6 separate regions of the Mus musculus genome follow, and all the other regions are linked to region 1. A link is a contact called in public HiChIP or PLAC-seq, capture Hi-C and promoter capture Hi-C data. All regions are on one chromosome and are shown on one strand. The core of a region is the stretch at or near the end of the contact, and the rest is flanking DNA. Distances in the headings are between cores, read along the strand shown.

The links. Promoter capture Hi-C pulls out the DNA fragments that hold promoters and counts their contacts. HiChIP or PLAC-seq counts read pairs in DNA pulled down with a chosen protein or histone mark. Capture Hi-C pulls out chosen DNA fragments and counts their contacts.
Region 2: a contact with region 1 is called in a promoter capture Hi-C map of second pharyngeal arch cranial neural crest. The contact joins the promoter of Filip1 here to the promoter of Cd109 in region 1. A contact is called at or near these places in 5 of 39 promoter capture datasets (cranial neural crest, embryonic stem cells, frontonasal cranial neural crest and 2 more).
Region 3: a promoter capture Hi-C map of hippocampal neurons shows a contact between it and region 1, with 6 times the contacts expected there. The contact joins the enhancer-like site here to the promoter of Cd109 in region 1. A contact is called at or near these places in 14 of 39 promoter capture datasets (the 3T3-L1 cell line, 3T3-L1-derived adipocytes, the C10 cell line and 9 more), 1 of 115 datasets of contacts at active chromatin or transcription factors (fibro-adipogenic progenitors) and 1 of 9 other capture datasets (embryonic stem cells).
Region 4: a contact with region 1 is called in an H3K4me3 HiChIP or PLAC-seq map of forebrain, with 33 times the contacts expected there. The contact joins the promoter of Col12a1 here to the promoter of Cd109 in region 1. A contact is called at or near these places in 21 of 39 promoter capture datasets (the 3T3-L1 cell line, 3T3-L1-derived adipocytes, the C10 cell line and 11 more), 6 of 484 Hi-C or Micro-C datasets (B cells, the G1E-ER4 cell line, the N1E-115 cell line and 1 more), 10 of 115 datasets of contacts at active chromatin or transcription factors (astrocytes, embryonic forebrain, embryonic hindbrain and 6 more) and 1 of 9 other capture datasets (macrophages).
Region 5: a contact with region 1 is called in a promoter capture Hi-C map of embryonic stem cells, with 5 times the contacts expected there. The contact joins the promoter of Senp6 here to the promoter of Cd109 in region 1. A contact is called at or near these places in 5 of 39 promoter capture datasets (cranial neural crest, embryonic stem cells, erythroid cells and 2 more), 1 of 484 Hi-C or Micro-C datasets (bone marrow-derived macrophages), 3 of 115 datasets of contacts at active chromatin or transcription factors (embryonic stem cells, pancreatic cancer cells and stem cell-derived neural progenitor cells) and 1 of 9 other capture datasets (adipose tissue).
Region 6: a contact with region 1 is called in a capture Hi-C map of embryonic stem cells, with 10 times the contacts expected there. The contact joins the promoter of 4930429F24Rik here to the promoter of Cd109 in region 1. A contact is called at or near these places in 12 of 39 promoter capture datasets (the 3T3-L1 cell line, cranial neural crest, embryonic stem cells and 7 more), 1 of 484 Hi-C or Micro-C datasets (muscle stem cells), 10 of 115 datasets of contacts at active chromatin or transcription factors (bone marrow-derived macrophages, embryonic forebrain, embryonic hindbrain and 5 more) and 2 of 9 other capture datasets (embryonic stem cells and liver).

What each region holds. Positions count from the first base shown.
Region 1 is chr9:78,613,358-78,617,906 of GRCm38.p6, reverse strand. Cd109 (CD109 antigen) reads right to left here and starts at 2,361. Exons shown (of 33, transcript NM_153098.3): 1 at 1,955-2,361; 2 at 858-1,030. The coding sequence starts at 2,025.
Region 2 is chr9:79,975,593-79,979,564 of GRCm38.p6, reverse strand. It overlaps Filip1 (filamin A interacting protein 1), which reads left to right and starts at 1,683. Exons shown (of 6, transcript NM_001081243.2): 1 at 1,683-2,109.
Region 3 is chr9:80,020,590-80,024,897 of GRCm38.p6, reverse strand. No RefSeq gene overlaps it. Among named protein-coding and RNA genes, the nearest start is that of Senp6, 44 kb to the left of the region's middle. Within about 2 kb of position 1,882, at least 15 of the 459 cell types and tissues checked have an H3K27ac peak or open chromatin away from gene starts, as enhancers often do. A contact at or near this core is called in hippocampal neurons, where this site is marked.
Region 4 is chr9:79,716,230-79,720,372 of GRCm38.p6, reverse strand. Col12a1 (collagen, type XII, alpha 1) reads left to right here and starts at 1,651. Exons shown (of 66, transcript NM_001290308.1): 1 at 1,651-1,954.
Region 5 is chr9:80,065,321-80,069,791 of GRCm38.p6, reverse strand. It overlaps Senp6 (SUMO/sentrin specific peptidase 6), which reads right to left and starts at 2,889. Exons shown (of 24, transcript NM_001311110.1): 1 at 2,220-2,889. The coding sequence starts at 2,268.
Region 6 is chr9:79,792,227-79,796,346 of GRCm38.p6, reverse strand. It overlaps 4930429F24Rik (RIKEN cDNA 4930429F24 gene), which reads right to left and starts at 2,706. Exons shown (of 3, transcript NR_040734.1): 1 at 2,482-2,706; 2 at 462-607. Tmem30a (transmembrane protein 30A) reads left to right here and starts at 2,917. Exons shown (of 7, transcript NM_133718.4): 1 at 2,917-3,373. The coding sequence starts at 3,137.

The DNA.
Region 1 (4,549 bases), core at 1,112-3,611:
CTTTTTTTTTTTTTTGCTTTTATTGACAATGCTTAACAAGTTGCACTCACTGGATATGTAAGTGCTCTTGTAATCAGGAAAAATGGAGAATATATATCCATTTTAATGGGAAAAAAGATGTTTTGTGTATTAATAGTCCCTAGGTTTAATTTTCCCTTAATAGTAGAAAGAAAAAAAAAGATACTCCTGACCATAATTAGAACTCAAGCTTGAAACAAAAGATGTTGGTTCTCTATAATTGGCCAACACTTTTCACAAGGCTCTCTTCCCCCTCCCACACTCACATCACCTCTAAGCTACTGGAGTTTGTTTTTCTTTGTTCGTTTGTTTGTTTATTTAGGTTTTGTTGCTGCTGCTGCTGTTCTATAAAACTGAATTATGTCGCTCTTCTTTCCTTCCCACTGGCTTACTTAATAAAATCCACTGCACCCAATAACCATGGTGTTCTGTGAGACAGGCATCTATCTCTGCCCATTCTCTGGGTAGACACTGGCCTGCATTTCCCACCCTCCTGGCCATCTGTATATGAGCAATGGTGGCAAGCAGAGTTTCCAGGCCAGGCCCACAAACACCTCCCACGTAGGAAACTCCGGATGTTCTTCCCCTGCAGTCTGATTCGATGCAGCCACACACGGAAGGAATCTGGCTCTTTGTCCACTTGTTGGAACACTCGGGGACAATTTCAGACTTCACAGGTGTTAGAATCAAACAGGCACCTGTGGAAGTCACGGCTAATTTGCAAAGGGGCACTGTGGAAATCACTGCAAACTTGTTTGTGCTCCTCTGTTGTGTTGCCTAGCCCAGGGCTCTATTACCATATTCCAAGTGTGACTGTTAGACAGTGCAGTTTCTCTTACCTCTGTGAAAGACTCCTTCTGCTTCCAGGATGGATCTCGATTTGTTGGAAGCTATCTTGAACACCTGAGCCTTTACAAGGACCTGTGGGGGGCTATTTTCCAGGAGATCCACCCCAATAGTCACATTTGCTCCGGGTCTGATGATCCCTGGGGCTGTCACCAGAAAGCGGGACCTAAAGAGTTGCCAACAAAAGAAAAGCAAAGTATCTTATTTACACACACCCCACTTCGATTTCTGAAAGGGGGTGGGGGATCTCTGCACTGCTCCACTACACTATTTACAGTGAACGTGGTGCCTCTGCTGTTTCGTAAGGCCATGAAATGCTACGGAAACCATAATTCCTCAAACAGTTCAAAGGCACAGGAGCCAGAAGGGAAAAATAAGCCACTGCAAAATGCAAGTCTCCAAGCCTCGTTAAGGTGACTTCATCTCCACATTATTTTCTTAGGAAGCACGCGCACGAGCGCATGTGTGCACACACACACCCCTAGATTTATGATTCAGCCTGCTCAAATCTATATAACGGGGGGGGGGGTCATCTAACTAGTCCCATTAATTGAAATCACCACCTGACCACCTGAAAATAAATACCCAGCAATGAAATCTCCGAGTTAGGAAACATGAAAGTCCCCCAAGGAGGCCGGGTGTGGTAATTGCACGCCTAGACTCCTGCCACTCAAAACTGAAGACTGCCCAGCCTGAGCTACAAATGAACACACACACGTAAAAATAACGATTTCTTTGCTGGGGGAAAAAAAAAACCACTTAAGAAATGGAGCAATTTATACAGTCTAATTTTTGTTAATCTTCCTACAGTCTTTGATATAGCATTCTCATCCTACTCCGGTCACCTCAGTCACACTGACAGTGTCACGGTAGAAACATCCAGTTTAGAAAAAAAAAAGTCTCTGAAAAAGAGGTACATTATTGAGGAGCAACAAGTTGCGAGGCAAAAGGCAGAGCAGCGTGAACTACAGCTAGAACGACGTTCTTTGACAAGTTGTCGCAGCACAAGGACCCTAAAGAAAGCCCCCCTGGCGGGTCCCACATGCCGCGCGCATCCCCTGCGCGGGCGCCCTCCAGCCCGCGCTCCTACCCTGGGGCGGCCAGCGCGACCGCGCACAAGCAGAGAAGGTGGGCCGCGCTCAGGAGCCTCCGACTGCGCATCTCGGCGTCTGCCCGTGGGGTCTGCAGCCCGCCAAGTGCGCGCCCTGCGGGGTGTGGTTGGCCACCTCCTGCCCTGGCCTGTCCCGCTTCACACCAGGGTTTAGCAATCTGAAATGGGCGCGCCTAAAAGCAGAGGGATCTAAATTGAGACTTGATGGCTCCACCCATCCCGCTGCATCACAATGGCGCTTCTGGCTTCTCCCAGGCTAACGTCGCGCTGTCCCGTTGCTGAGAAAAGCGGTCTCTGCACGCGGTGGCCACAACCTGGCCCCAACTTTCCTGCTCCCCAGGGAGAACATAGGGAGCCCATTTCCCCCGCCACCGGGAACCTGGGGTTTGTTTACTCTAGCGCTCTACCAGGGATGCCCGGAGTGAATAAGCAGGCCCATCCTTGTGAGCGGCATCCAGGGCAGCTATGTGAACTGAGGAAAAGTCAATCATTGTCCTCCAGACGATGAGTCAGAAGTTTAGGAAAATGGCAAGCGTTCGCGTGCCTACACACACACACACACACACACACACACATGCACATTCACACATCGGTAGGTATATATTGGTAGTTTCTGTATATGTATGAAAAAGCGGGGGGGGGGACTTTTTTTTTTAAGATAAAAGTTGATGTTTACTTAACTCCCTAAGAAAATGTTACGGTTTCTCTAATTTAAAAAAGGGTGCCTACCCCTGAATGTGACCCCAGCACCTAGTTTTTATTTAAAGAAAGGCGGGAGAGGAAGAGGAGGGAGAGAAGGAAAGGGGAACATGGGGGGGGGGGGGGTCTGGCACAAGTAAAAAGTTACGTGATGCCACTTGGAACTCAGAAGCAACTGCTTGGGAAAATGGTTGGGTCCTTGTAATCATCGCTAAGCACATTTTTCTGCCGAAAGTACTCATTAGAATCCTGAGTTTGTAACAATTTGTCAGAACATAGGGTCCCGAGAGAAGTGTGGCGCTGGGAATGAAGGTGACCAGCGTTCGTTGGTGCCCAGCAATTACTGATCACTGCTTTTCTGAACCCAGGTTTTCTGAAGCTGCCTCCCCCACACCCTACTTGGCACCACCCCTGTCTTCAGATGACTCGGTTTCACCATGACTACCCCATAAAAGCCGGGAACTGCCAAAGACTTGGAAAATAGGCACATTCAGTCCCTGAGGACTTAAACTTTCTCATTTCCAAAAGGTATTTTAGATAATGACGGTCTGGTTTGGAACGAAACGCAACTAGAGAAACGTTGAATGTTTTAACTGTCTGCTAAATGGAGGGAGGTGGCACCTGGACCAAGTGTGGGTTTGGGAGCACAGAAATTGCTTTCCTCCCTTCCTGTCCCGGCCTTGGTCACCCTGCTGAACGTCTGAAGATATCCCTTGTGTCCTGTTCTAAGGGCAGCCTATTGTTAGTGGTCATCATCCTGTGCAAGTGGGACTAGGGTATGGTGAGAAGTGTCTGAATGTGCCACGGGGTGCAGCTGGCTCTTGGCACAGCTGCTAGACTGATCTCCTCAGCTCCCTGATACAGGGAGGAGGAGCAGGTTCGAGTGTGGGCAATGAGCCAAGTTCTAAATCTGTGTTTGTCACACTCTACTGTGTGTGAGAGTCACATCAAGATGTGGATGTTGATTCAGCCGGTCCCGGGTGGAAACTGCAACTCTTCTTTCCATCCATGGACAGCAAGTAGTCCATAGAGTCTCCAGGTAGGGGCAATTAGGGACACTGATGAGAAAAACAAAAAAACAAAAACAAAAAGTTGGAGTAACTGGGTTACTTCCCAAGACAGGATTTCATAGTAAAGGACAAGAAATGCAGTCGGGGATAAATATGATATGATAACAAAATATGATAGCATTGTGTTCCAAGATTAATAGAGAAGATTAGAACCAATAGGATCATTTCAACCGTGCAGTCTTTAGGTTGCTATAACCTCCAGGTTTATGTCTTCCTCATCACGATACACTTTTGGTAACAGACTCAGCCTCACAGGATGTCCCTATTACAAGGACGAATAGACTCAGAAAAAAAAAAAAAAAAAAAAAAGAAACCCTGTCTCAAAAAAAAAAAAAAAAAATCCCTCTCACTTCTATTTTTTTTTTAATTTCCCTTATATTTATTCAGCTCTTCTTCCAAACTCCTGGGAAACTGTTTTTCTTTTTCTTTTCTTTGTTCTTTTCTCTCCCCTATCATAATCTTCTTCTACATCCCTCCTTTTCTCTTGCCTCTCCTCTATTTATTTTTCCCCTTTCCCTGCATCCTTCCTATATGTCATTCATTAACAATTTCCTCAATTTCCCTAAAGAGCTTTCAACTTTGTGGCAAATTCTGTGCTAATTTTGCAATGTTTTATTTCATAAGCATGGGTGATATATTTGGTTTTTAATCAATGTAGTGGTTTGAATGTGCTTGGCCCAGGGAGTGGCACTATTTGGAGGTGTGGTCTTGTTGGTAGAAGTGTGTCACTATGGGTGTGGGCTTTAAGACCCTCATTCTAGCTGCCTGGGAGCCAGTCTTCCACTGGCAGCCTTCAGATGAAGAT
Region 2 (3,972 bases), core at 434-2,933, 1.4 Mb before region 1:
CAGGCAGAGCTCTGTGAGTCAGAGACCATCCTGGTCTACACATCCAGGACAGTCAGCACTACAAAGACCCTGCCTGTCTCAGGAGAAAAAAACAAAAGAACATAGTTTGAAGGTGGCAACAGTATCTGATTATAAGTCACATCCTGCATGCTTTGGCTTACTGCCACATTGTTTAGCACTAATAGCAATAGTGGTCAGTTAATCCAAAAACTAAGGTAAATAATAACAGCAGGGGATTCGCTTTCCATACTACAAAACGAAACAAATCCAAAAGCTCTTTATGGATATTTGTGGAGGAAATAGCCCCATTATTCTTTCGCTGGAATGTTCTAGGCTCTTACAGGAAGGCACACAACAACAACAACAACAACCATTGCTCTCCTGATGGTTCTGAATCATCTATAGCCTGGTCTCATAATTCCCACCTATATCAGAATTTACTTTTAGGGACCGTGAATAGGCAATCCATTGTAGGGACTGTGAATAGGCAATCCATTGTAGGGACTGTGAATGAAGTATCGATTATTGTTCTAGAAGATACAGCTACTTTCACACAAAAGCTTAACTGCAGTTTCTCCCTTTAAACATTTTATTTATTTATTGTCAATGTATGTATATGCTATGTGGGCGTGTGTGCCAGGGCACAAATGTAGAGGTCAGAGGGCAACTTTGTATATTCCTGCCATCTTTCTGTGGTTACCCGTCCAGCGTTCATGGTTTACCTGTTGAGCCATCTCACCCGTGTGCGTGCTCCCTCCCCCACTTCTCCTTCCTTCTCCCTCCCCTTTACTTAACGGTTACTTCAGACCTAGAAAAACTGAGCCTGAACATGTAAAATTTAAAAAGGATATTGTTGAGAGCTTTGTCAGGGCAATATTCGAGGAAGGTTCTGAGGCAGCCCTGAACACTATTAATTTCCTGTGTGTACATAGTAAATCAGAGCATTAAGCACACATATTTTATAGATCTTAAACCTGGGAGGCTCGTACTTTTCTATGCTACAGAATGAAGTAGCAGAAACATCTTGAGACTTGAAGTTCAGGTTGGCGGTGTTTGCTCACTGGCTTTGGAAGATGGAGGGTTAATGGTGACTCAGGCTTGTCAACCACTAGTGAGAGGTCTCCAGTCCTGGTGTTTCTGGGGTGTTTGCCATGTGCTGCTTTGAATGAATGGCTTGAGTGGAAATAGTAAGAGTTTCCTTCCTGCCTTGACTTTCATATTCCTAGCGCTGTCGACATTCCTGTACGGTAGCCTTATTTGAAAAACACTCATATATACAGCAGGACACATCTTTTAAGAGTAAGGGATCAAGCTATAAATATAACTCTCCAATGATGAAAGCTGTTTGGAAATGATCTCTTACTGTGATTTTTCTCAACCGTTGCAGCACACTATTAATGCATTAAAAAAAAAAAAACAACACTTATCTAAGAGTCTGAGAAGACTATTGCCTTGGGAAATTGCTCTGCCCAAGACAACTGCCGCTCTGTTTCTTCTCAGATTTAAAAAGCCAAGTCCCACTTCGCAGTCTGCAAACAGTAATTACCTCTGTGAAATGAGCAGAGGTCCTTAAAAGGGTCTGCCGGCTTCCCCGGGATCTTTGCGGGGTGAGCGGGGATGTGGGGCTGATAACCCAGCTGCCTAGGAACTGAGCAGGGCCGGCTGCAAACTTCTCAGCTGTTGACAGGCTGGCCTCGCTGAGAACACTGGTTAAATATAGCACGCGCAGCTCAGCGCCCCAACAAAGTCACTGCGCTGACAGTGTGCGGGGAACAGCAGAGGAGAAACCTAATCTCAGAACCCAACAACACCTAGCAACAGTTGAAAAAACTTTGAAACAAAAGTCCGGGTGGGAGATAGGCGACTTCCAATTCCTGCTGATCCTGACTGAAGGAGAAGCTGCAGCTACTCTGTCCGTTTCCTGTATGACTTCAGCTACTGGCTAGTCCCAGCAGAGTGGGAAAAGCGGTTTTTTTTCCCCCTCAGTCTTCTTTTGGGCTGGCTAGTTTTTCAGGACTCAGTCTTGGACTGTGGGACAAGCCACTGGGTTCTTCAAGGGATAAACCAGCGGAGAAAGAACACACCTTTGGTTAAAGGAGACGACAACAGGTAAGTCCCCCCTCCCTTGCCCCCCAAGTAGCTACTTACTGTTAAGAAATTTCTTTCCACAAGAAGAAGGTTCGCTCCAATTCTGCTTTGTCTCTTGCTTGGTCTCTGCACGTGTAGGAATTATTAGAATCAGTGTGAATTATTAAAAAAAAAAAAAATCAAAACCTTTTTCTCTTTCTCAGAGTCATACCGATTCCCTTTTAAAGACAACATTTTGTGATATCTTCATAGTCATCAAGCTAGCCCTGCTGAGTTATTCATGTTCGTGCAGGTGATAGAAATATGACGAAAGTACAACCAGGGTCGCTAGCTAAGGCATGGAAGGGACATTTTCCCAGGGACAAAATAGCTATTATTTACTGAAACTAGCTAAGCTGCTTGTGAGGTAACTGAGGAAAGTCCTGTATGCTGTCCCACGTTGCTGTGCTGTTGACCCGCTTCTTTGTGGGCTCGGTTTGCTGGGTTCTCTGATTGCACCGGGACACCTTGTGCTGGTTCTGACCTCATTTGCCTGCAGTTGCCCAAATGCATCTGACTCGCGCAAAATATGCCTGCTGCTGATTCACTGAGAATGTTGTGGTACTTAAACTAATTAAATTGAGTGATTGCCTTTGTGCAGATAATAGATTCTGCTTTAAGAAACTTAGAATTTTTTTTTAAGGAAAAAAAAACCTCAATCTTTTCATAAGCTGTGTGGGTGTGAGTAAGAGTGTATTTCCAGTTGTGTGAAGGAAGTTCTGGCATTCTCTGAGGGTATATTGTCTCCCCTTCCAGAAGGTGACATGCACTTTAATCAGAATTGCTTACACAGAACAATTTCATGTTAGTCTCCCAGCTTGTGGCTATAAACCACTGATACTGTCAGTATTGATTCCTGGTGGTGGGTAGTTGGGGCCAAATTTGCATAAGAGGATGGATTATTTCTTTAAATAATTCAGAGAGTTTGGATGAATAAACCCAAGAATAAGATCAAAGAAAATACTGAAGAACATTCTTTTTTTTAAATTAATTGTACACTGGACTTGGAAGCTCATGCGTGTGATCCAGTAATGGAAAGACTGAGGCAGGAAGATTGCTGTGAGTTCAAAGCTAACCTGAGTGAAATAGTAGCTACATAGTAAATTTTAGTCTAGCCTGGCTACAGAGTAACACTGCCTTTAAAGACCAAACAAAACAAAAAAACTTATTTGTGTCTATTTTGTCAATCTAAAAAAAAAAAAAAAAAGAATTTCCAGTGGCTGGAGAGATGGCTTAGCAGTTGAGCACTCTTCCCAATTCCCAGCACCCCCATGGTAGCTCACAACTGTCTCTACCTCCATTTCCAGGAGGATCCAATACCCTCACATTGACATACATGTAGGCAAAACACCAATGCACATAAAATAAAATTAAAAAAAAATCATTTTAAAAACTCTGAGCCTCCATAAACCAGTTTGGAAAAGAATCTTTTTGACAAATGATAATATGTGAGCCTTTTAAGCAGATGTTCCTATAGTCAAGTGATGATTAAAGAGTGTGTGTTAGGGAAAAGAAACAATGTTGTCATTTCAATGTGTATCATGCTACATAGTTCTGATTATGTGCTTAGTTGAATGAAGTTAACCCTATGTCACCAACACGCACATGATAGTGAGTGGGCGTGCTGGTAACCTCCAGGTTGGAGAGGAAACTTTTGCTGGAGATGAGATATCTTTGTCTTGAGAGATTTATATGAAGTCAGAAGTAGATGCTCTTAATCTTAGGAAGGGTTACATTCCTGGCTTCCACCTGCCTGTGGAAGGTTGGAATCTACATCAGTTTGAGGCACTTAGGACTCTCTGGCATCAGTGAGACACCTTTTAGATACCAGCACAGAGCTCCACC
Region 3 (4,308 bases), core at 633-3,132, 1.4 Mb before region 1:
AATGAGGCTGTCCTGTGGATATAGGTGGCAGAGAAGTGGAATTGTTGTGTTTATTTATTTGCTGAAGCTAGGTACTAGTTTATTGCATTGTAGATATTCTCAAGTCCTTTGGTCTTAGCATCCCTTTATTGCCTAGAAAAAAATATTTTTTGAAAAAGGAATTCACTATGATACCTCAGGCTGGCACCTGTCTCTCTCTGTCTAGAAAGTGATTGCATGTACCATCCAGATGGTCATATTGTTTTATTCCTTAAAGCAGAGTTTCACATTGCCTCTACTGGTGTAAACTTCCTATGTAGCAAGGACAGCATTGAACTTTGCCTCCACCACCTGAGTGTGGTGATTGTAGGCATGTGCCACCACAGCCAGCTACATCACAAAACATCGAAGGGTAACTGAAGAGCTCTTGTTTACAAAGGTCTTGTTGAGCAACATTTATTGTATTGCAGATGAAAATCAATGGATTCTTTTGTGAAGTAGCAATGATGAACTGATTGTAACATATTTAATAAAATTAATTATATTAAAATATATAATACTTTTGGATATATATATATATAATTATATATAACACGATATAACTATATAACTATGTAACTATGTAATTATATAACTATATAACTATATATATATATATATATATATATATATATATATATATATATATATACACACACACACACACACACACACACACTATTGGATGGCTCAATAGGTTAAAACAAACAAACAAAACCAAAAACAACCCAAACCAAACAAAAACAACAAAAAAAACCCCATGCTTGCTGCAACAAATCTGACAACTACAGTTCAGTTCCTGGAAGCCACTGTGGAAAGAGAGAACCAATTTCTAAAAGTGGACACCTGACCTTCACATACTCACTGTAGCATGTATGTGAAGCCCCTGTCCAGACCCCACGCAGTAAAATAATGAAAACATTAAAATTATGTGAAATGTATTGGGAATCGTGGCGCATGTCTTTAATCCCAGTGCTGGGGAAGCTCAGGTGGAGGTCTCTCTGAGTGCAGGGATAGCCTGGTTACATCATCAGTTCTGAGCCAGCCAGGGACCCAGGGCGAGCCCATGTCAAAAAAATACTATGTGAACTGCTTGCTTTAAAGCTTTGTAAATCTCTTATATTTTGGTAAAACAAACAAATAACTGAACCTAGAGCTTTAGTGTCAAACTACTGTCTGAATTTATATAGTACTACATACCATGAAGGGCCTAAGAATTTCATCACAAATTTCTGAAGAGCGGGAGTATAAAAGGCAACCAATTCTGAAGTGTTTATTCTAGGATGCGGAACTTTGGGAGTGGATTTGGTTCTGGCACACCAATCTGGAAAGAATGCACACAACAGTTTAACACATTGGCAGACTGCTGAGTTTTGATGGACTTACCCAACCCCCAGCCCCCAACCCCACTGACTTGCTGATTGGAGCCTTCATCTACCTTATGAAGTGTTACATCCAGGAACATGCTTAATAACGGAAGCTTAGGGGGCCGAAACAAGAGAATCAAAAGTAAGACAGACCAGAGCTATATCATGAATTCAAGACTATTCTAAGCAAGATACTAGCAATAACAACAAAACACAAAAGGGCAGAGCATGTGCTTGCCTAGCTTGTATAATATGTGCAAAGCCCTGGGCACAACCCCCAGCACTGAAAAATAATGACAGCGCTTTATCCTTCTGTTCTGTGCAATCTGCCTGGAGAGCAGACTTTCTCCCTTTATCTCGCGATCTCTGTTTTCCCAGAGTCATCATCTGTGCTTTATTTTGGCTGTGTGTGTCCTTGCAATGCAGAGTGCAGAGCAAAGCTGGCCTGCTGGCTGTGGCCAGCCAAGCTGCCCCTCCTGGACGGTGAGAATAGGGTGAGAGGGAGACGAAGGGCCTGGAGACAGACACACTCTAAACAGCCAGACCTCCCAGCTATGCCCTTGTGGCCTAGGCTGGCTCGGACTCACCATGTAACAGAGGTGACCTTGAACTGATCTTCCTCCCGCGTGCTGGGACTGTAGATCTGTGAGTGCCACTATGCCCAGCTTCTAAGTTTTTACAGATTCTTTTTCTAGTTTTCTGTAATTTATATTGATTTTATATGTCCTTTTAAAAATAGAAAACCACACTCTTCATTTACTAAGAGGGGAAGCTTTGGTACGGTCATGTTATTTGGTGTCTATTTTAAAATTCTTCACTGTCATTGATTAAATAGCCGGCCAAGCATTGACTTGCAGCTTCTTGTGCTCCCTGCTCTGCTGTTATTCAGTCCTAACCAAGAACCCAGACTTTTCCTGACATCTATTGACTTTTGCTCAATAAAAGAAAAACAAAATTATCGGGCTAAGGAGATGGCATAGTGGGTAAAGTGCTTTCTGAGCAAGCATTAGGGCCAGAGTTCAAGTTCCCAGGTCCATGCAAAGCCAAGTACAATGGCCTGACGCTGTAATTTCTGTGCTCATGTGATGAACTGGGGGGATAGACACAAGAGAATCCTGGAAGCTCACAAGCCAGCCTGCAGCAGAAGAGCAAAGAGAGTCTGTCCTCTGAACTCCACTGCACACCGTGGTGCTCACACACCTGCAGTCACATGCATGGATGTCCACATGCACACTGTACTACGCAGAAAGATAAATTCTAGCGTCTCTTTGAGGCTACTATATACTAGACTTGAAGGTTCCCAGATAAAGTCCCAAGATTTATTCTTTCAGTTATATTAATTAAAGTTTTCAGAAATAATTAGAGCCGGATGATGGTGGCACATACCTTTAATCCCAGCATTTGGGAGGCAGAGGCAGACGGATTTCTTAGTTTGAGGCCAGCCTGGTCTACAAAGTGAGTTCCAGGATAGCCAGGGATATACAGAGAAACTCTGTCTCAAACAAAACAAAACAAACAAACAAACAACCCCAACCAAACAAAAAAAACCCAAAAAACCAAAAAGAAAAAAACAAGAAATAATTAGATTTGGGCACTTGCAGTTTCTGCAGGCCTCTCAACAGCCCACACCCACACCCAGAGCCCAGAGATGCTGAATCATCAGTGGTAGAAGGCATGCCAAATGCTTCCTGGAGTGCAAGCTGTCGGGGGTGGGGGTGGGGTGGGGGGATGATTCCTGAAGAAGTGTGGGCATAGAAGCTGCACCTGAAGCATGGTGGACAGATCTGGGCAGCTAAGAATGGAGACTGATGATGTGAGAGAAAGGGGATCATCACAGTGGGTGAGCTTAAGCTAATCTGAGTGTTGAAGGGCTCCATGCCTTTGCTGTGTCAGGTGGGGATGGGCACTTAAAGTGGCCAGTGTCCCATAAGTGTTACCTGCTGTCCAGCACTCCCAGGCCTGTGGGAGTGCAGCAAAGCTTGCTTAGTATGAATAATACCAAGGACGTATGGGGGAGGTATGTTTCATTTATTTTCACAGAGTGTGAAGACAATGAAATAGCTGAGTAAAAATAACACATTTAGTATAATCACTAACTTTTCTTGAATAGATTAATTTTTCAATTTAGATGACTATGATGAATATCACTACTTGATTTGATTCTTTTGTGCTTTTTTTTTCTTTTAAAGGCAGGGCCTCCTTATGCATCCCTTCCTGGCCTGGAACTCATAAAGCTCCATCTGCATGTGCCTCCCAAATGCTGGGTTGAAAGGCGTGTGCCATCAACTTTTTTCAAAAGATTTTTTATTTATAATGAAGTATACCTCTGTGTCTGTGGTAGGGTTGTGACCATGAATGGAGTGCATGTAGAGTCCAGAAGAGAGTGGGAGATTCCCCGTATCTGGAGTTAGAGGCAATTATGAACAACCAGAAGCCAGTTTGGGGAGCCAAACCTGGGTCCTTTTGTAAGAGCTGTGTGCACCCTTAACCACTGAGCCATCTCTCCAGCCCCTGATTCTTCTTCCTTTTAAAGCAGTATATATAAAACCATTGGATCCTTTACCCTTTCTCAGCGTGCTAATTCCACGGGAGATGTTTTTAACCAGAGGAGGGCTTATCTGGGTATTCTAGTCAGATTCCTCCCCTCTGACAAAATACTGCAGGTGCAGTTTACAGGAGGAAATATTTATTTCCACTCACCGTGTCAGCCCACAGTTGCTGGTTTTATTGTGGGTCTGGGACTGTGTGAGGCAGAACACCATGATGGAAGGGTGTGGTGGAGCAGAAGCATGCCTGTCTGCAGACAGAAAGCAGAGAGCTAGAGAAGCGTCCTGGGATGAGAATCGCCTTCCCAGAGTGGCTGAGTGGGATAGGCTCAGCATACACAGATTACCCTGCCACAGCAGCAGCAGGGCAGAGATGG
Region 4 (4,143 bases), core at 402-2,901, 1.1 Mb before region 1:
AGGCATGAAGAGGGGGCTCGCTGCTCCTGGGTGGCTCTGAGCATCACAGGGATGTAAAAGATCAGCTGTGTCGCATACATTGGTGTTTGCATCTTCCAGATGCGTTCACACCCTGGCTGGAGGGTCTAGGCAGACACCAGAACTGTGGAGACATGAGGGAAAAGCCTGCGCATTGTGTGGGCGCTTTGTGCAAGTTGCTCAGCGGCCTTTGAGTGGGCCCTGCGTGCTCCAAGAATGTGCAGAGGTGGTGGCCATTCTCATTTTTCTCGTTTCTTTTCTTCCAGGCTCCTCTCTTGCTCTGGTTAGCTCTGGCCAGAGGCCGCCCGTGCGTGGGGCAAGGCGCAAGGGAACTGGGAAAAAGCGTGCAGAGTTTTGGTCAATTCCAACACTAATGTGCCTAGAGCAGGGAAGTCAAATCTGCAGAGGTAAGATCAAGCATGGAAGAAAGGCTTAAGTCAGGTGTGCTCGCAACTTCTGCTACCAAGGGGCGGTCTACTCCAGGGTCTAGAGCCCTGTCCTGTTTCCAGTACCCACTAGCCCAACCCTGCTGAGGCGACGTCTCTGGGCTTCAAGGGGCGGGAAATTCGCGGAGCGAGTTCTGAGCTCACAAACGCGTGTAGGAATCCGTCTTCGAGCCCTTTCCGGATAACAACGTGTGACTACTGGACACTTCATCCCATGCGTCTTGTACAATTTGGCAACTTCAAGTGCCAGACTCCCACTGCGTCCAAGGGGTGGAGTGCCGGGAACCGGGGAGCTGCAGAAAAGAGCCCGTGTGCTGGCGGAGTATCCGGCTCCTAGTTGGCCTTCTCAGTAGCTCGCGCCTGCGTGCGAGCGTCCCCGAGCGAGCTCCTCTCCGTCCTTTTCACCTCTAGGAATTTTTTAGGGAAGAGCTGCCTGAAGCCCCAACGTGGGCCAGATTTTACTCTTAAACTGACAAGAAATTTCTAAGGAGAATAAAACTTGTTCTTAAGTGTCCCGTTGGGATGCCCCCGCCGCCCCCGCCCCCAGGTACCAATAACTTTCCTCTCCCTCCCTCCAGACTGAATCGAAGCCTCCCATCTCTATCCTGAAAAACTAGGTTAGACAGACAGGCCTGGGAAAGCCATCCTAGCCCTGAGCCGGGAGCAGGCAGGCGGCTGTCGGAGTTTTCAAAGTCGCGCCTTGGAGACTGGGAAAGACAGAGGCCCGCCGCGTGCACAGACAGTTAGTTAATGGAAAGCCTGTAAATCGGTTTTAAGTGCACCCAGGACAGAGGGGGAGGAAGGTGGACGTGGGGACGGTGGCGGCCGGAGATGCAATGGTGAGGGACAAAGGGGATGCCCATCCCGCTGCTCTGAAACGAAGATCCGTTCCCCACTTCTCCATTGTTCTTATTTTAGAAAAATAAACGTATTAAAGAAACTCGTTGGGTTAGGGAAACCCGAGCCCCCTAGCCCGCCCCAAGCGGAGGAGTCCGCGGCCTCCCTTGGCAGGGAACCCGGCTGCGGCTGTCCCCCTCTCTCCCTCCCTCCTCCCCGCCCCCGGAGGGGCATTGCTACTACGGCGATCGCCACCTCACGCCGAAGGAATGCTCGAAGTATGCACACGTTCCCAAAAGTAGACCTCCTTCACCGCCGAGGAGCATACATCACCCGTGGCAGCCTTCCACCTTCTCAGGCGTTTCGTAACCGAGTAAACTGAGAGCCGGGAACAGCCCTCTATTAAGTAGCCCGCGGCGCGGAGTCTCTTCCCAGTCGGCAAAGGCGGCCGCTGCAGACGCGTCCGCCCGCAGCTGCATTCAGTCCCCCTGCCTCCGCTCACTCTGCGCACTAGGCGCTGCTGCTGGGTGCTCCCATCGCCTTTTCCACACCGGCGGCCGCCAGGTGCTCCCGGAGCGCAGCGCCCTCCCAGGCCCGGGGGGTCCCACGCGCAGGCTGCTGGACGCCCGCTCCCTCTGTCACCTCCGGCTCAGGTCAGTCTGGCTTCTGTTCCCCACCCCAACCCCCACCCCTCGCGCCCTTTCCCAAAGATAACTGGGGAAAGTGGCTTCTTGCTTGCACCTTAACCCGGGGCTGGCAGAATGCCCAGCAGGGGCTGCTTGGCTTTGGAAGCGATTGATTAGTGTGCCCGAGATAGATCTGTGGCACAGGAGTTTGGCGGTTTCTTTGGAGTTTTGGAGGGAGAAGGAAAGGTGGCTTGCTTGTGTGCCAAGTGGGACTCAGTGTATCCATCTGTAGGGCAATGTCCTCTATAGTCTCTGTCGCTTTCAGTGAAGTGCACGGGCTGCATAGGTCGCTCTTTATAATCTGGTGGCTTTGCCAGGGACTCCAGGCTTGCAGCAGGGACTCAAGGCATTGCCAGAAAACGAAGTGAAGTACTGTACGCTCCGCGAAGAATTCCATGGAGGGCCAGTGGAAAGCGCTCCAGCTTGGGGAGACTAGGCGCTAGTGGCATCTCCAGATGCTCGGGGGAGCTGCCCTGGCTCCATCCTCCACTGCTTTCAAAGTGCTGCTGGGTTAGGCCAGCTCTCGCAGCTTCTGAGACTTCCTTTTTGGGTTCCTCCTGAATGCACTGGGATTAAGTTTTACCCAGGGTCAGTCAATGGGACCTTTGAGGAGGGTTCTCCTCCAGTCTTTGAGTGCACAGATCAGAGTGCGTGGAGTCAGTGCATTTGAGAGCAGTTGACAAATGGGACCTGCATCTGGCTTCCTCAGCCACCATCCCCTGACCAATTCAGATCTTTGGCATACACCTCCTCTCAGCTCCAAGGTTAGGGTCTTCTAAAGAATACTGGGGTAGGATTGGGGGAGGGGGGCGAAGAAACAAGTCTAAGCTCGTCCTTGGCTAGGTAGCCTTTATAGAAGACGTAGGTGACGCCTGGACTCTAGATGGGCCCACGAAACATTTGTGTGCCTGTGTGTGCGTTTGAAAAAAAAAGTTAAATTGAGAGAGTTAAGAAGTTGGCTCCTTCCAGCAAGGGGTGGGGGAGGGGCAAGTTGTCCGAAAGAGACCAGTTCCCATAGTGCCCCCACTCCGGGCAGTTGATTCATTTTCATTCATGAGGGGAAGTGAGGGAAATCCTACTGCCACGTAAGGGCTACCGCTTTCAGACATCTATGTCTGAGAATGCTCAATGAAGTGTTGCTAAGCACTCCGATAAATGTTTTGGCTAAGAAGGAGAGAGAAGTTTTTCTTTAAAACGTATACGAACGGAATTCTTGGCTGGCTGAGATGGCTGAGTTATTCATCAGATACCCCAAAGAGAAGTGATTCATTCTTGATGCTGAGACAGGAAGCCGATAGGTGGCGCACTAGACTAAGACTAGACTAACTCAAGTTTTTTGTTCACCCTTTTAACACCCCCCCCCCCCCCAAATACTGCACACCGATTTTTGTGGGTAGGTTACCACTCTTTAACTTTTCGTGAGCACAACTGCGGACTGCATTCTAAATTATCATATCAGCGTTATGGCCGGGTGACGACAACAATGAAGCATTTATGCTTTTTTAATCTTTACAAATTTTGACTAATGTAGGAAAGGGTTTGTTGTTAATTAGGGGGAGAAGACATTACTAAAACCCCTTAGATCCCAGAGCTGCGCCAAAATTTTAATATTGGCTTCATAAAAAGGAGCTCTGGGCAATTTGGCTTGCCTGCTCATCAGACATGTAAAATGCAATTTACACTCGGATGAGGAAAGCTGCCCTAACCCTCGTGCCAATGATTTGGAAAGGCAGGGTTGGAGACTGTCAGTTCCTTTTTTCTCAAGGAGAGCCCAACCTTTGGCTTATTTTTGAATTCCCAAACACAAATGGGGGAGTGCTCCCCGCTATTTGTCATGAGGCCTATGGTGTAGCCTTAAAGTTATGTGTGCACTTCTGAATCTCCTCGTTCTGTTTTTTGCATTTGGCCACAGACACCTTCCCAGTCCAGCTAATTGCTGGTAACTTTTGTTCCTGGATTGGATCATAGAATATACTAGGGCAGTCCTTTCTGCTGCTAAAACAGCTACTGTGTGTTGAGAAAGTAAAAAGGATGAGTGGAACTCTTTGCCGTTAAGGAAGAAATCTATTTGCAAAGGCAGGAAAAATTAAGAACCTTCTCACCTCTGGGGCTTGTATTAGTTATAATCGTCCAGCATTAAGAAATAGCTAAACACA
Region 5 (4,471 bases), core at 1,640-4,139, 1.5 Mb before region 1:
GTGTAATATAGGGATCTTTAAAAAGTAAGCCTAGAGGCTGGAGAGATAGTTTGTAGGCTAAGACCACTTGCTGCTCTTGCAGAGGACCAAAGTGCAGGGCCCTGTACCTACATAGTGGCTCACAACCTTCCATAATTCCAGTTCCAGGTGCCCTCTTTTGACTTTGTGGTCACCAGGCTTGTATACATTGCACATACATGCAGGCAAAGATCCAAAATAAACTAAACTAAATAAATAAATGTTCTTAAAAAGGTTTTAAAATAGTAATTTCTAAAACCCTCATATCTGTAATCCTTGAGCTGAGGCAGGAGGATTTCCAGAAGTTCAAGGCCGGACTACATAATGTGATCCTGTCTCAATTTTTTAAACAAAAAAAAGCTGGATGAGACAAGATGAAACCCAAACTTTCACATCTGTACATTTACAGTGGAGTAAATTAGAATAAACTAACAGCAATGGAAATCAGATGAACTCTCAGTGATGGCTTTGTGCTTGTATTATGCTGTGTTTCATCCACTCAGAATTTAAACTCAATTAGAAGCCCATAGAAGCCCCAAACCTACAAAAACCTACACGTATAATCATCTGCCTAGAAACTATGAACATCAGAAAACCATCTGGTGAATTTCCAATTTCCAAACAAAAACACAGGCGCTTAAGCACCGGCTACCTGCGAGCTACTACTCCTCTCTCCGCCTGTTGGCAGGGGTTCCCTACCACGGTCAAATTAGTATGGAGGTAATATGAAATGAAGTCATGAGAACATACTAGCTTTCCTTATCATAGAGGACAACCATTCCCCACGTCTTACATAAAGTCCGGTCTGCAAAGTAAAGAAAGCTGCTCCCCCCCCCCCCCCACTTCCCTATTCTCAAGTACAAAGAATAAAGAAAATTACTTTTCCTCTTAGTCTCCATTCACAACCCACTCGGTCAAGGAGTAAACAAGGCATAGCCTCCCTCCCGTTACCACTAAGAGTCTTTCTTAATTTTTTGGTTTTTTTTTTTTTTTTTTTGGTTTTTTTAGTTTTTTTTGTTTTTCGAGACAGGGTTTCTCTGTGGAGCCCTTGGCTGTCCTGGAACTCACTCTGTAGACCAGGCTGACCTCGAACTCAAAAATCCGCCTGCCTCTGCCCCCCGAGTGCTGGGATTAAAGGCGTGAGCCACCAACGCCCGGCAAGTCTTTCTTAATTTTAAACTACATTTTCTTAATTCTGTAATATTTCTAAATCATATCTTAAAGCATGGCCTGGATATATTTCATCTAGAAAACAAAATCCTGCAATTACCCCCAAAGAGTAAATATACTTAACAATTACTGAACGCGGACTTATTTTCCTAAACATATTTACAAATCCGATTACCAGGAAATTTAAAGTCGAATGAACGTTTACGTTCCCGGTTCACAACTGCAACTAAATGTACCTGTATTATGGAAGTCCCTTTACAGCCATAGGCAAAAACCAGTATCGTTATCCATTTACCACCACACCAAACCAAAATAGACCTTTTAAGCCGGCTTGGTCCACCAACTGAAATAGTTAACTCTGCTTCACAAGCGACTAAAAATGGGAACACACCCTAACTCTTTTACCTTCCCCGGCTGTCTCCAAACCGACACTTGGAAGCTCATTCTCTCTCTTTTTTTTTTTTTCCACCTCCCATACCTGCTTTACAAAGTATAAACAACCAAACACATCTCACCGGAGTTCGGGGCACCGCCGGGTCTAACCTGCACCCCGAGGGCAGCGGCTAGCCTGGGAGCTTTTAACCACAGGGCAGTGTTAACCACCACCTCTCCCCCTGCCTCCTTGGATCGGCCAGTTTCAACCAAGCTTAGGTCTGAAACTTTCCACGAACGCTTAAGAAAGACGCGGACGAAGTCTGCTCCTCACCCACTAGGCACCCATCGAGAATATGGAGGTGGGAGCGAGCCCAAGCCTTCGGCGCGCCCCTCGCAGGCCGCCCTGGGCCTCGGCTCGCTGCGCTACCACCGCGCCGCCTCGCGCCGGCCTGCCCGAGCCTTGGCCCGGGCGGACCCGAAGTCGGCGCGCCTGCAGCGCGTTCCCAGCGGGCCATCGGCCGTCCGGGCCCCCGTGGCCCCCGCGGCCCCAAGCCCACCCGGAGCAGAGAGCTGAGTATCACGGCCCGGGGGTGGGAGACACCCCGGTGTCGGCGAATTTCGCCCCCGACTCTCCCCCGAGGGAGACCCGAGCGTACCTTTCAGGAAAAGAGCCCCAGCGCTGCCACCGCTCTTGCCCGCCGCCATCTTCCTCCTTCCACGCCGCCTCCTTCTTACTCCATGGCCGACACCGGCGCGGTGCTGGCGGGGAATGGGGGCCGCGCGTCGGGAGGGTAGCAGCCGCAGGGTGGCGGGCCTCGGGCTCGACCTCCGCGAGGGGCGCTCCCCGCCGGCCGGGCCCCCCACACAAAAGCGGGCCTGACGGGAGGCGGCGAGGCCCACGGCCTGGGCTGCTTCTCCTCAGGCGCCTACCGGGGACCGTGAGCGGCGGCGGCGGCGCTTCCCGGGCCCGGCTCCCCTCGGCACACGACTCCCCATCCACCGGGCCGCGCCGGCCTCTGAGGAGCTCCCTCCGCTCCCCTCCGCCCCGCTCCGCCGCTGGCTCCGGAGGACGGAGAACGGAGCGAACGCTCACACGCCTTCTACGTCCCGGGCCGTAAAATGGCCGCAGCGGCTTGAGCCGAGCGAGGGCTCCGCGACCGTGAGGCGCCCGCGACCCCTCGCTGCTCCAGCAGTGGCCGCCGCCGCCCGCCCACCCCGCCCAGGCGTCAGAGCATCAGCCCAGGCCTCGGCGACTGTCCATGTGGACGGGGGTGGGTCTCCGCCACCGCCGCGCGTCGGTCGCCACAGCAGCCCCGCCGCCGCTCCTCCCCCACCGGCCTCCGGGCCCGCCCCGCCGCCGCCGCCGCCCCAGAGCCTCTCTCTCCCTTCGGGTCCCTGCTCGCCCCCCTCCGGGCTCGGCCGAACCCGAGCCGGGGGCTGTCGTCCTGCCGGCCTGGGGTGGCCTTGTCTGGCCGGCCTTGGCGAGGGACGAACAAAAACCCCTTCCTCGGAAGGCCCCCATGGCAGAGCCGGCCTGCGAGCGCTTGCCAGCCTGCCGGCCAGGTATTCTATTTGGTCGAGTCGCACCACAAATTCTAAAGAAACGCTCCAAGTTCTTGTCTGACCCTGAATTTAAAACGTGCCATGGGAAGGAAAAAAAAAAAAAATGAAGCCAGGTAATTGGAAAATAAAATTGTGTTCACATCCATCTTCCAAACAATGCATATATGATATGATTGAGCCAGTACACTTTGTGTGTGTGTGTGTGTGTGTGTGTGTGTGTGTGTGTGTGTGAGAGAGAGGGGGGGGGGGGAGAGAACACAGTAGACTATGATACAATTTGAGGGGCTTTTTTTTTTCTTCTTTTTTCTTACAAACCCCATGTAGTGGTGTAGGTTTTTCCCAGTCCATAAAGGGATAGAGACAGGTGGATCTCTCTGTCAGATGGAGGCCAGCCTGGTCTACAAAGGAAGAGCCTGTCTTCAAAAACAACAACAACAACAACAAATCCATGAAAAATGCAGAAAATGAAAAAAAAAAGTTACAGAAATTCAAGCCCCTTAGCTGTGTGGTCAGCTAATAAACATTTTTTTCTTTCCTTTCCTTCCTTCCTTCCTTTCTTTCTTTCTTTCTTTCTTTCTTTTTTTTTCTGGTTTTTTCAAGACAGGGTTCCTCTGTGTAGCCCTGGCTGTCCTGGAACTCAGAAACCCGCCTGCCTCTGCCTCCCAAATTCTGGGATTAAAGGTGAGCTAGCGCTACCACTGCCCGGCTACATTTTTTCTTTAAAAAAAAAAAAAAAAGTGGGTGGGGTTGGGGGGAGGGTGTTTTGCCTGCATTTAGGGTGGGAAAGCTGCTTCTTGTAGTTACTTCAGAGGCCGGAAGAGGGTACCCAGGCTAACCAAACTGCTGAATCCATTTCTCCAGCCCTTTGAGTGAAAAAGTGAAACATAAAAAACAAAAGATTCTAGGCCTTTAGGCCCAGGCTTGAGAATGTGACCTTTGTGACTCAATGCTCCATGGTATGCTAATCATAAAACAAATAGCGGCATTCCTCCAGCAACCTGCTTCCTGGGTTCAGGGCATGTTTGTTCAAAGAAAGTCACCCTGACCCACCCTGACCATTGCTGGAACCCTCTATGCAAATATGCTATTGTTAGAGGCTCCTAGAAAACTGTCTTGACTTTCCACTTAACTGGTATTTTTGGTATTTTCCAACAAAGCCCTCCCCACCCCCTTGAGTTATGGTTTCTTCCTTTAAATACCCCCTTACCCAGCTACTCTGGGCACCACGGTCCTCTACCCCTTCGTGGTGTAAGACTGTGGGCCCAAGAGTGCTCTTGAAATAAAAGTCCTTTTGCAGTTTGCATCAAGACCATTTCTCGTGAGTGATTTGGGGTATCACCTCTCC
Region 6 (4,120 bases), core at 1,457-3,956, 1.2 Mb before region 1:
AATTTTTTTAGTTTTAAAACCCAGTTTAGATGACTCTCTGGTGTAATAAATAATTTAGGAGACTAAATGTATCACACAAAGTCTACATGGCCCTTCTAAAAATCATTAGGTGTGCCTTAAATATTATTCCACTGAAGTCTCTAACTGAATGGGAGTGGAACAAAAGGATACTGAAAAGTATTCAAATTATTAAGGACTTTCTCTCAGCACATCTTAATCCCAGAACTCAGGAGATTGAGGCAGATTAATCTCTGAATTTTTAGAGCCTGATCCACAGAGTTTCAGGACAGCCAGGGCTACACAAAGAAACTACGTCTTGGGTGAGGGTATGTTCTAAGAACTGTGGCTCTCAGGTTTAACTTTCCTAGGCAATATTAAGCTGTAGACTCAAACAAACCCTTGGGTATGCTTAGATGATAGAGAACTAAAGCAGCTTGAGGTACTGAAGGAGCCTGACATACAAACCTGTGTGAACTTTGGCCAAATAGTAAAACAACTGTTTTAGGTTTCTTTTCTCCATTCCTTAATTTATCAAAGTTCTTCTTCTTCTCCTTCTCCTTCTCCTTCTTCTTCCTTTCTGACATAGTGGCATAATGTAGTAACTGAACTAAAAAATGAAAACTATATGAAACATACATTTCAGATTATTGATCTGATAGCATTAAGAAATGTCACACAAGGCTGGGTGTGGTGGTGCACACCTTTAATCCCAGCACTCAGGAGGCAGAGGCAGGCAGATTTCTGAGTTCGAGGCCAGCCTGGTCTACAGAGTAAGTTCCAGGACAGCCAGGGCTACACAGAGAAAACCTGTCTCGAAAAACAAAAACAAAAACAAATAAACAAACAAACAAAAAGGATACCTTTTGAGACAAGGACTTATTGTGTAGCTCTGGCTGTCCTGGAATTCACATAGACCAGACTGGCCTTGAATTCACAGAAATCTGTCTGCCTCCGCCTCTGGAGTGCTGGGAGGAAATGTGTGTAATCATCACCCAGTCCCCAGTGAAGTTTTTAGTAAAACTGAGACAGTTAATCTTTGCTCTGAGCAAACCAAAGGAAACAGGAAGTAGGTAAGCACACCAAGAACCATCAGATCACTGCTCCTGCAACAACAGCAACAAAGCTTTAAAGCAAACTAAGGTGTCTTGCAGCATCCTGGAGAGGTCCCAGAAACTTGTGGATACAACCTCAGGTGCTCAAATCTCTTATACAAAATGCAGCTCTTGTAAATGACCTATGTATCTCCCCCACACCCTTCAAACTGTCTCCTGATTATATTATTTATACTGCTTAGTACAATGGAAATAACCACTTAAAAGATAATGATGAGAAATTGTCTCCGTGTTTACTAGCTCAGAAGCAATTTTTTCCCCTGAATATTTTCAATTGTATGTTGAAGGTTCAGTTGTAGCACTATTTAAACCGAGTTCTAGAGTAGAAATAAAGGAACTAACACATCTAACTGTGATAATCTAAACAGGAGTGGGGAAAAAGAAAGAAAAAGGACTCCATGATTATCCCCAACACTGTGATGAACATTTTACCCAACAGAACGTTTAAGACAACAGGCTAAGCCTCTCTATGACAGACTCTTTTCCATTTGAATGGGGTTGAAGGTAAACTTAGGCTGCTAAAGCAAGATACAAACCTAAGGATTCTAGAGGCCTTAAGAATTTGAGATCAGCTAGGCTGTGGTGGCCCAGGCCTTTAATTACAACACCCAGGAGGCAAGAGGATTTATACAAGTTTGAGGGGAGCCTGGTCTACACAGAGAAACCCTGTCTGGAAAACCCGGGGCCGGGAAATCCAAGATCACAGAAGAACATACTGGAGCAAGTCAAAACTGTAGACAAAGACTTTTTAAAAGTAGGTACTGTCAGATAGTCTGGATTTCAAACACAATTTCAAAATGTAGATGCTATATAATCATTTTTTTTGTAAATTTGCAAAATTACACACTTATAAAAGAAAATTTGTAAAATATAGAAAAGAAAAAATCCTGCCTACAGTCAATCAATGGAGGTTAGCATCTTACGCTTTATAGTTGAATTCTACACTTTGTATTCTCTGTACTGCTTTGGTGTCTTTGAGTTACTAATTATTGTTTATTTATTGAGACAGGTTCTCTATGGATTTCCTGCTGGCCTCTTAAGTAGCTCAGACTGGCCTTGTAATTTCAATTACTCTGCCTTTACCTTTCAAGGGCTGACATTACACATAGTCTCAACGAGAATTTCCTTGGCAGGTTAAAACTAATACCCCTTTTTAAACAAGTGGTATTATGTTCTGGTTTTTGATTACCAAGTTTAAAAAAAAAGAATCACTGTCATGTTTTACAATAACCTTCCCAAACCAATGTGAAGTAGACAGAAAAATAAATGAAAATCGATCAGAAGCGAGGGATTAGGGCTAAACTAGGTTGCATCATCATCATCATCATCATTATTATTATTATTATATCAAATGGGTCGCATGTTATACCTCACTTAAATTCATAGAGGCACACTGAGTGGCGAGTTAAAATTCAATAGGGATCTGCATCCTTTTAAACATGTGGACTCCAGGACGCTACAACTCCCTTCAGAAGAGGCGTAGGCGTCATAAGAAAAGTCAACCCGGCGCCGAAATTACAGGTAGCCCAGGTCACCGAGTCCGACCTGACGGCTCCAGAAGTCTCCATGATAACCACAACAGGAAGTGTGCGCCAACAGAAGCGTCCTCCCGGGGAAGCGAAGACGCTACCGTCCTAGTGCGCAGACGTCGCTCCGGGCCGCGCATGCGCTCACGTAGCCGCGCGCCCGGCCTAAAGCCCTCACTTTGTCGTCACAGGGCAGATGATCAGGGTGCGTCCGTCTTTTTCCTCCCCCTTCCATCCTCCTCCCCCTCCCCTCCCCTCGTCCCTCAATCATCTCCCCATTTCCTCTCTCTCCCTCCCTGGGGCGTCTCCTAAAGACGCCCGCTTCCGGTCAGCGGCCGGCCGCAGAAGCGTGTCCCGCCTCTTCCGCCTCCCCGGTGGCGGCGCGGGTGGCGGAGGCGGTAGCGGCAGCGGTGACTGCGCGTCTCCTGTCAGGGTCGGCGGCACGCAAGTCCCCTGGGCGGCCCAGCTGGACGTGGCCGAGCCGAAGCCCGGGGGCCGATGGCGATGAACTATAGCGCGAAGGATGAGGTGGACGGCGGGCCCGCGGGTCCTCCCGGGGGCGCCGCCAAGACCCGGAGGCCGGATAACACGGCCTTCAAACAGCAACGGCTACCCGCCTGGCAGCCCATCCTCACGGCCGGCACGGTGCTGCCCACCTTCTTCATCATCGGCCTCATCTTCATCCCCATCGGCATCGGCATCTTCGTCACCTCCAACAACATCCGTGAGATCGAGGTGAGGGAGGGGCGTGGCAGTGATCCCCCGGCTCCCAGAAGGTGACAGGCGGGCCCCGCCCTCTGGTGCCTTCTCGGTTTCTTCTGTGGCTTTTCTGAGTTTGCAGTTTTGTGGGCTCGCTTCCTTTGGCTCTCGGTTTACCTGGCTGGAAATGGAATGAATACAGCTAGAATGTCGGGTGGACGAGACTTTTTTTGGAGGCGCTTTGCGTGGGTTTCCGAGAGGTAGAGTGAATGTCTTTTAGGAGGAGATAAGAGGAAAAAGAGTTAGATTTACGTGTTTAACTCTGAGGCAACTCACAGGGGCAGACTGTTGTTATTTGGGCGGGGGTTATTCTGGGACACAGAGATTAACAAATTGGTTGGGTGTAGGACCCGGAGTCAATAAAGGTATTGATTCTTCTGTGAAGAAATTAAGTCATACAGAGCGCACACAAGTAACTTTGATTTTGAGCTAATTAGATATTTTTAGTTGTTGGCCACGATATAGTTAAAGGCATGAAACTTCAGTTCTGGTTTGTTTTTAGGCGGTATTCATTTCTAATTATGCCCCACAGTGGTCCTAATTCCTCCTGCTTGATTTTTAAAATATGCATATCAATGATTCCACACGAAATAAGTTGGAAACTAGCTATAAACGATTTCACTGGCATTACTTTTTTTTTTTTGGAATATCCTACTTAGATGTGATAGAAACACTCTACTGAGGGAAACATTTTGATTTGTGTTGGTGCAGTAATCACTGCAT